Linked DNA regions of Bombyx mori: region 1 is linked to region 2. The links are chromatin contacts, called in public Hi-C maps. All regions are on one chromosome and are shown on one strand. Each heading gives the region's core, a stretch centred on a gene start, on an enhancer-like site or on the middle of the called end of the contact. The rest is flanking DNA. Distances are from core to core; before and after follow the strand shown. Region 1 overlaps LOC105842604. Region 2 overlaps LOC101739054 (retinal homeobox protein Rx1).

Region 1 (5,399 bases), core at 2,890-5,389, 99 kb after region 2:
GTGGGGTTTGGGTGGTGTGAAAAATTGGGGTGCTTTTCAGGATATTATCAAAATAACCCTTCTACTCATATCTGTTCTTATAATATTTATAACTACTGATACCATGCACCGCACGCTTTTTTTTACAATAAAATCATTTTTTCTTACACTATTCTTAATTCAAATTTGTTAAAATTTATTTTCTATATTTTAGTTGGTTTTTCTATAAAAGCGTATTTTGTTAGTTTTTTTAAACTATTATTTAATTTTCATTTTTTACCTGAATTTCAATTTTTTTATTTTTTTCCATATTTTTTTTTCAGTATTGATTTTTGATCGGTCCTTAATAAATATACCAAATTTCGAGTTAATCCGACGTTTTGAAGGGGGTCAAAATCATGTTCAAAGATTCCATTGCATACTAACATACATACGTCTGAAGCTATAAAAAGCGTAATAAAAATGCTCTACTTCGTTTTAAAGATTCCTAATCGTTTTATTGAATCTGAAATATTCAAATTCATATTGTATTCAAGACAAGTTTTACCAGAAAATATGTTCAGATGAAAACTTTAGGCCGATCTTGAATAGAAACGTAGAGTGACTGGCTCACTCTGATCGCTGGCTGCTAGCCGGCACTTACGAAATAATATTTTATTTGTTTATTGTACAATACATATAATTAATAATATTTAAATATATAGTTAATATAAAATACATTCCTTTACAGCTTCACAATTTTGATAAAAATTTAAATAAATGCATTATTTGTATATTGTGATCACAAGGTAATCATACTTGCATACATTGTTTGTTAGCTTTAGAGCAAAACCAAAACACGTACTTTTTGCTTGTCTTTCTGTTTGTTCTTCCTAAGCGGCTGAACACCAGTAGCGATTCTAACATGACTTTTGTTCCTGAACTAGAGAATTTGAATGAAGATATTGTTATTCATAAACGGGATTAACACTTTGGCTACAAGAGTTGAAGTAATTTGACAGAGACTGCAATGCTTATAAAATATCTAAATTAGTTACGTAACAAACGGAACAATCAAATAAAATAATGACTGGTGTACTTTTGAAACTTTTTGGTAGCGTAAAAGTTAACTTAAATGTTTTATACAGTTGGAATAGCTCATCTAGCGGCAAACGTAAGCAAACGTTCCAGCTCCGTACAAATTTGAGTTAACTTTTACGCTATCGAGAATGTTAAAAAACTCACACTAAGCACACAGGAGATTAAGCCATAAAACTAGTTTCGAATATGTCTACAACTGACGAAAGCTGAAGAAAATAGAATAATATTAATATGTTTAGTGCCGCGCAGTAATCTGTGCGTTAAGTAGGAAGGAATCAAACGCGAAGTGCTAACTATTGAGGATGTCCTATAGTCGACCCGCTGGATATTCGCATCGTTGGCTGGGCTTTAAGCTCGGCAAAAAAGGAGTGCAGGAAGAAGGAGAGCTTGGCAGAAGGACGCCTGCCAAGCCACTTACGACCGGATGAGGTCCTTGGTACGAGTTTTGAGATTTAAGTTGTCTCAATTATCGCTAAATTCCCATAGCATTGTAACTATATATATTCTTCCGCATACGATAGCAAAATAAATAGCACAATATTAAAAATGTACCGAAATTTTTAAAACGATTGTTCATTCGTCGCGGATGTCACCAGGGAATGTTTTCTTTTGTACAAAATAATCTTATAAAAACCGATTAAGCCACAGCACAATCTACACTTACATATTAGGTCCTAGACGCGTCAGAACACTATTGTTGAACGAACCCAAACTAGCCTGTTTAGTAAACAAAGTGAGGCCAATACGGATGGAGGCGAGTAAATGAGAAAGCGTTACGTCCTGACGAGTCGAGACACTAATGTTCCAGCGATTGGCTTCCTAATTACATCTCGCAACTCTTTGTTTCCATCTACGTGATCTTATATATACATAACGTATTATGTATCTGTTTCTATAAACGTTAATGTAAAATTAGTAATAGTACCGAAACGGACGAGTAGCACGTAGATATATTTGAAGACGTCGTGGCCTAAAGGATAAGACGTCCGGTGCATTCGTGTTGAGCGATGCACCGGTGATCGAATCCCGCAGGCGGGTACCAATGTTTCTAATGAAATACGTACTCAACAAATGCACGATTGACTTCCACGGTGAAGGAATAACATCGTGTAATAAAAGTGAAGCCCGCAAAATTATAATTTGCGTAATTACTGGTGGTAGGACCTCTTGTGAGTCCGCGCGGATAGGTACCACCGCCCTGCCTATTTCTGCCGTGAAGCAGTAATGCGTTTCGGTTTGAAGGGTGGGGCAGCCGTTGTAACTATACTGAGCTCTTAGAACTTATATCTCAAGGTGGGTGGCGCATTTACGTTGTAGATGTCCATGGGCTTCAATAACCACTTAACATCAGGTGGGCTGTGAGCTCGTTCTACCCATCTAAGCAATAAAATAAAAAAATAAAAAATGTATCCGCTGGACTCACGGATTTAAAATTGGAGAAAATGCACATTTACACAAGTTGATTATTTAAGTTTTCTTTTAAATAGCTGTGGGGTTTTCTATTCAAGCTGGGCCAGTGAAACGGTCGATGGCTTCACGCAAACTTGATTTAATTACGTCTTTCTTAATCTATTTAACTAAAATATAAACATCTTACGTCTTCAGAGTTACAACAAGTCTATTTAATTTTGCCGTCGCGACCGGTAACTACCCTCCTCTCACTTAAAAAATAAAACTATGTGTTCCGCATTCATTCGCCGTCTTTCTTATTGCCTAAAGCGACATCTGATGTCGTCGTGGCCTAAGGGATAAGAGGTCCTGTGCATTCGTGTTGAGCGATGCACCAGTGTTCGAATCCCAGGCGGGTACCAATTTTTCTAATGAAATACGTACTCAACAAATGTTCACGATTGACTTCCACGGTGAAGGAATAACATCGTGTAATAAAAATCAAACCCGCAAAATTATAATTTGCGTAATTACTGATGGTAAGACCTCTTGTGAGTCCACGCGGGTAGCCCCACCCTGCATATTTCTGCCGTGAAGTAGTAATGCGTTTCGGTTTGAAGGGCAGCCGTTGTAACTATACTGAAACCTTAGAACTTATATCTCAAGGTAGATGGCGGCATTTAGGTTGTAAATGTCTATGGGCTCCGGTAGCCACTTAACACCAGGTAGGCCATAAGCTCGTCCACCCACTTAAGCAATAAAAAAAACACAAGTAAAAGCGTGGCAAACCCTCTAAAGTTTTGTTCACCAAGTAACACCAAGATAAGTCCAGAGTTGCGACGGCTGCCATTCAAGAAGCTGACTTCGAATTAATGGAACATCTTCCATATTCAACAGAATTAAAATTAAATACTAAAATTAAAATAACAACACATAAAAAATAATTGCGTGTTTTTTATTTTTATTTTTTTTTATTGCCTTTGTAGGCAGACGAGCATACGGCCCACTTGATGGTAAGTGGTCACCGTCGCTCATGGACGTCAGCAATGCCAGGGGCAGAGCCAAGCCGCTGCCTACCATAAAGAACTCTTCGCGAGCCTCGTTTGAAGAAGGACATGTCATAGCGCTCGGGAAACACCGTGGAGGGGAGCTCATTCCAAAGCCGGATGGTACGTGGCAAAAAAGATCTTTGGAAACGCACTGTCGATGAACGCAGTGGTTCCAGATAATATGGATGAACTCTGCTCCGATGGCGGGAGGTGCGATGATAAAAAGGAGATGAGGGAATCATCTCGAATAATTCCTCAGAGCATTCCCCATGCAAAGTTACTCATTATCAGTTTTTAATGAGCACCCCTAGCATATTATCTTCTAGAATAATAGTGGCGCGTAATTTTAAATTGTAGTGAATAATAATAAATACTACGAATGTTTCACAGTTCATAAAATGTTCTTGGTTTTTCTATATTAATCATTACTTTAAATGATGCGTCTAGCGCCATCTATCGCTGAGTAGCAATATGAAACTTGGTTTGTACATACTCTTAAAATTGAAGTCTCGTAATTTATTACTTAAAAGAGTCACATAGCAGTGATTTTATATTATACGTAATTTGAGAAGATACAAAGTCTATTGTATGAAAAATAACCCAATTTTTTATAAAAACACAAAGATCGTATCAGGATAGAAGCATAAACTGGTTCAGACAAAAGCTATGTAGTTACTGTTATTTCTGCTAGATGGCAGCAAGAACGTTTAGTTGATGTCGGAAAAAATATATTTTATGTGTTAAAAAGAAATTTTACTTTTATAAATGAATAATACAAAGATCATCCAATATTATTTATTTAATTAAGGTTTATTTATATTAGTGTATTGTAGAATAAATGCTAAATAAAAATAGACATCTAATCTTTTGTTTTTATTATAAACTGTACCGGATTTTCATATAATATTTTAAACCTAAGTGGGCTATTTGTTTTCTCTAAAGTTAAACATCATTTCACTTGGTTTCTTTACTGTTCCTTGGAGTGGAAGACTGGCTGGCAGTAGGAGTTATCGTCGTACTGGAGGGAATAAATCTGAAATTACATGAATAAGATATTTCATGTAGAATATAATTTGTCTAATTTTCTTTTTTTTTGTCGCAATGTGGATGACGTTGTTCAGGTTGCGGTCTACAGATTTGTATCAACAAACAAAAATAATTTTAACAAGTTGCAGCTGAAAATTTGAAAAAAAATGTAGTTTTTAATATTGACAATTTAAAACTATGTTTTAAAAACCTTTTTTGTTTCATATATTACTAACAGATGGCGCTATATAAGAAATAAATAAACTTTTTTAGGTTGTCACTTTACCAAGACATGAATTACAGAAGATAAAAGTGAAACTTGAAATAAATCTATACTTTGAGTTTTTGATGACTGTTTGTCTAATTTTGATCACTGAACTAGCACATAAAAGGGGCAAGACAGCAGGTGGACAACGAATACTTTCCTCATTGCCGACTATTGGTTGTCGATGCGGCACAGTAAAGATGAAGTATGTGGTAGACGTACTTAAGCACTCTTTTATATGCTTCAATAATATCCTCGGCTCGCTCCACGGCCGAGGGCTCGTACGTCTTCAGAGCCAGGTATGGAGCTCCTATGTTCACCGCACTGGACATCTGGTAACAATAACACGTTTAAAGCATTAATGAATAGGGTTGCCAAACGCTCAATTGGTTATAGTTTTAAAATTATGTTAAATTAGGTCTTATTAATATTTACACTAGTTTACATAATTACACGAAAAAGGGCAATTAGAATGCGCAGCAAATTGCCCAAAGTAAGAAGTTTGCAGAAAAACAGAGGCGACTTCGGGCGCCCCTCGCGTCGGGTCCGTTGACCCTGTGTGCGTGCACAAAGTACTCGTTTTGTTTTCCTATGCTGTTGTCTTGTTGGTG
Region 2 (4,786 bases), core at 629-3,128:
CTAAAACCGGTACGAACCCCAAGGAAGTACCTGTGAAGCTTGTGCAGTGGACACAGCACCGACTCGTGATCGACATCATCCACCACGTTTGTTAGTATTCATCATTTCATTAAAATTAAAACGTTTGTTATCAAGTACACTGATATAAAACAGAGTTATCTATTCCCAAAGAGTTTGAGTTCAAATCATCTAGATACGGCTCAGCCGGTTGTTTATTTCTATGACTACTTGAACGCTTGAAGTTAACTATAGTGCCAACAAACGATTACTTCTCAATCTCCTGAAGACATCGCAACTTCACCCACTGATTGTAACAGAACGAACTATTCCAATAGATCTAAGAACCGTGGCGAAGTTGAACATCATACACCTTTTTTTTTTATTGCCCTTGTAGGCAGACGAGCATACGGCCACGCGAGACGGCATACCTGGTGGTAAGTGGTTACCGTCGCCCATGGACTTCAGCAATACCAAGAGCCGAGCCAAGCCACTGCCTACCGTTTACACCTACTTACACATACTTAAGATGATTTAGAACACGACTCTTTAAACTCACACAGCATCTCCACGGTTGTATAATCCGTCGGAATGCCAAAGGGCTGTGTGTCGGCTGTTTTAGGGTTTTTTCAGCGGCTTTGACTTGCAAATTGTGACGCGGCGCGCCGCCCCGGGCCGCGACCGTAATTAAAATCCAGACGCGACGGTAGAACCCCGACGGCTAGTAGCGGAACTAACGAAGTAAATTATTTTAATAGAGATTTCTTATCTGAGTTAAAGAATTGTATTGATATTAATTGAATGCAATTGGGTGAACATAAAAAATTGTTTTTATTCATTTATGTGTATATTAAATATTAAAAAAATATTTATGATTACGCGTGCCTTTATTGTAATAATGAGTTAATTCATTGAAATTTAAAGAAATTTTTATAAAATTAGACGGTGACTAGCGCAATAAACGAGTATAACAGTCGACCATGAAAGAAGGTTCCAGTCGTCCTGACTGGTCCTGACCAAGAGAAGTGTGTTGAAACGTATGTTTGAAACGTTTGAAACGTAAGGAATAGTAAAAATGGCAGAAGAAATGCATAATTTTATCGTAAAGGGTGGTTTGAATCAGTCTCAGACGTGCTAAAACCGAAGAAGACAGCAACAAAAATACCATTCATAAAAGTACGATTATCTGTAAAATACTTTAATACTACTATATCTAAAATAAAGTGAATGTATAAGATCTGAAAATTGTTTAATTTTTAATTTTGCCACTCGTCAATAGATGGCGCTTACACAAAACATTAAAATATATTTGTATCACACTAATCATTCGTTCTGACATTCCAAGCACGTTTATCTTTGAGAAAATAGTAGATTCTATCTGAGTTCTGCTTTGAAATAATAGGAATTTGTATTTATCGTCTTAACTATTTCTGCCACGAAACAACTGTACGTCATGACTTGAAAGCGACAGTCCTAGGCATCCCCTAGGACTGTCGCTAATTGGTCGTATCCAACCTGCATTATGTGTTATATTATGTGTTCCTTATGTAATGTTATTTTTATTTTTAAATTTGCATTGGGTATTTTTTATTGCCCTTGTAGGCAAACTAGCACACGGCTCACCTGATGGTGAGTGGTCACCCACGCTCCCAACTTGAACGCAACAGAACGGTATGATACTGTTTTTGTATCTCAATTCATTTCAACCACCAGTACCTATTATACATGATAAAATTTACCGGTTTTCGTAGCGACTTCCTGCGGCCACGCCGCGACCACGCTTCAAAATAAAAAGATGAATGGTACAAATTATTCATTTGGCTCATTAGCGTCGCGGCGGCCGCGTCACGTGACCACCGACCGTTAACGTAACGAATGCTAGACGAGTATTCAATATTCATTACGTGCGCGTACTCCGCGGCCGGCTACTATGTTCAACAGTATATTGAGCTGTTGCTGCTTCAAGTTTACGACTGGTTCTATTTGTGACGCGTACGGACAGGAGGCGGGGAGGAGGGCCGGGCAAATGTTCTCAATAAACATTTACCTATCACCACTTCCCGTAAAAATGAAAGAAATACGGATCGTGCCCAAACTGGAGCTTTCCTGTTAAGGCAATGTAAAAACTAATTTCTTAACAAACTTAGTCCCATTATAGTTTTAAATCAGATAGCACACGATGAAAAATAAGAAGGGCGGGTTGCACTGTACAATGAATGTGTTAAATCAAAGTTAACATCGTCGGTTAACGAGCGGTCGTACGTCAGACTCGCTAATGCGGGCCTCTCGTGAGCTCGCTAATCAAACAAAACACTAATCTAATATTTCTATACATATATGCTAATTCAATTACTGTTCATATATTTATAAATTTCTATCACAAAAAAAATTAGTGTTTGTCGGTAAATAAATACTTTGCCCACAGAGTTTCTCGCCGGATTTTCTCAGTGGGTCGCGTTTCCGATCCGGTGTTAGATTCTGCGAAGCACTGCTCTTGTTAGGGTCAGTGTTAGCACTACTCCGATTTGAGCCCCGTGAGCTCACCTACATCTTAGGGCGAAGCTGAAATAGCCTCTCAAGGCTATCAGCACAGGTAGAACAAAAAAAACATTTTCTTATGGTCGTTAAAGGTGATTGCCTAATTCCATTCAAATCTGGACATACTTCTGTTTGTTTGTGAACCGATATTATTGAGACATTTAAGTAGGTATTTATTTGTATAATGTTGGCTTTTCTAATAAAGTTTAAATTCATACTTTTTTTTTCGTGCAAGGGGTCGAACCTTCTGCGAGGTTTCCCCGCCTCGGGGGCACGCGGTGTATGTGGGATCTGACGATCTAAAGATGTTGGAAGCAGACCGCGGGCCCAAGGATATTTTTAGGGCTCTACCGCACTAAGCGACTCCTATTTTACTCTCTCATTTGACGTCCGATCTCTGCTCGGAGTCCCAGGCAAAGTAGGGCTTTTTTCGCGATCAACACTACACTACAACCAGACTCGCAGCGTCACGACCGAACACTTTTTCTTTCTTTTTTTATGGTTTAGATTGGTGGACGAGCTCACAGCCCACCACAGTGTTGAGTGGTTACTGGAGCCCATAGACATTCACAACGTAAATGCGCCACACACCTTGAGATATAAGTTGTAAGGTCTCAAGTATAGTTACAACGGCTGCCCCACCCTTCAAACCGAAACGCATTACTGCTTCACGGCAGAATTAGGCAGGGCGGTGGTACCTACCCGCGCGCACTCACAAGAGGTCCCACCACCAGTAATAACGACGCCAGAGAAAAGATGCCGGTCTCCGCAATGCAGCGACCGGGCGATGTCACTGGTATCCAGGATATCCCGCTGATTCAGGAAAAGATGCCGGTCTCCGCAATACAGCGACCGGGCGATGTCACTGGTATCCAGGATATCCCGCTGATTCAGAACCAATACACTCGTATATACCTTAACTGAATTATTAACAGATCGATTGAGATTTGTCTCATGTGGGCCGTTACTAATTCCCGTTGTGATGTCTGTGGGCTCTGGTAACCACTTATCGTCAGGTAGAACGTGAGCTCGTTCATCAATCGACGCAATTAAAATTAAAGAAGCATTTGGCTTGACCAAGCAATGCTTGTTTAGGTGAAAGTATCCTAATGATGAATAGTAAGTCCGCCAGGGCGGGTCAGTAGCTACGGGTGTACAACTCCATGCTCACACCCGGGTGGCCGTGGTAGTACCTAGCAGTATCAAGTTCTGTTAGTGTCGCCACCCTGGGTCATGATTATATCCGTGAAACTATCGTGTTCTCGGCAGGTGCTCGGCGACACTTACGTTCGAATCCTGTAGTCCTTGATACCAGGTGGGGTACGTTGCTTATGACGAGCTAGCAACTCGTCTTTTTTTTTACGGTAGGCAGCGGCTTGGCTCTGCCCCTGGCATTGGTGACGTCCATGAGCGACTGTGACCACTTACCATCAGGTGGGCCGTATGCTCGTCTGCCTACAAAGGCAATAAAAAAAAAAACTCGTCTGATAGTAAATGCCATATAATATGCCCATTTCTTAGGATAAAGGTCAGCCTGCTCCCCAACTGAAGGTTGACAGAGCGACAGTACAAGCAAGAAGACGTATGCTCTGTGCAAGTAAAAACTCCATGACATATAAGAACACATTTATTCACCTCTCTGGTGTAGTGACGGTCCGCGGACATTACACAACCGAATGGTGCGGCGCAGGTATTTACACGGGAGTTTGCTAACGAGTCGTGGAGACACCAAATATTTTTTAACTGATAGAAACAATTGTACTCAACTTACATTCATTATCTATCATATTTGGAAAAATAATACAATCTCAACATGTCAGGTGTGAATTTAGAATATTTAGCTTAGTGCTAGTTTTTGGAAGATAAGGTTATTCAAATTTACATTCGTTTAAAACTAAAAGATAACGTTAATAAATGAAGAACCTCTCAGCAAAATACATTTTTTTTTTTATTTGCTTCACACACGGACTTATAATTACATAAGTAGGTCTTAATTATATTTACATTATAAAAATCTATATTTTATCATTTTACAATAATTATTTACGTAAATGTAAGTATGAGTTGTACTTATTATTGCAAATTTATATAAAAAAACTTCTCGAAAATCAATTATTACAGTGCAATAGAATTTAATACTCATTAAAATTTTCGATAAATTTTAAGAATAGTTAATATCTCAACGGTTACAAAAATAGATTCAGTTAACAAAGTCAGTCGCGAGAGAAGATGCAGAGTAAAGAAACAAAAA

The links. Hi-C and Micro-C count contacts between places; a contact is called where the count stands out from the background.
Region 1: a contact with region 2 is called in a Hi-C map of posterior silk gland, with 3 times the contacts expected there. The contact joins two enhancer-like sites. A contact is called at or near these places in 5 of 7 Hi-C or Micro-C datasets (middle silk gland, midgut, posterior silk gland and 1 more).

The regions. Positions count from the first base shown.
Region 1 is chr28:217,067-222,465 of ASM3026992v2, forward strand. It overlaps LOC105842604, which reads right to left. Exons shown (of 16, transcript XM_062676758.1): 15 at 5,011-5,120; 16 at 4,358-4,530. The coding sequence ends at 4,452. Among protein-coding and RNA genes, the nearest start is that of LOC105842604, 16 kb to the right of the region's middle. Within about 2 kb of position 4,140, at least 3 of the 8 cell types and tissues checked have open chromatin away from gene starts, as enhancers often do.
Region 2 is chr28:120,398-125,183 of ASM3026992v2, forward strand. It overlaps LOC101739054 (retinal homeobox protein Rx1), which reads right to left. Exons shown (of 4, transcript XM_004933525.5): 4 at 4,462-4,786. Among protein-coding and RNA genes, the nearest start is that of A1, 17 kb to the left of the region's middle. Within about 2 kb of position 1,879, at least 3 of the 8 cell types and tissues checked have open chromatin away from gene starts, as enhancers often do.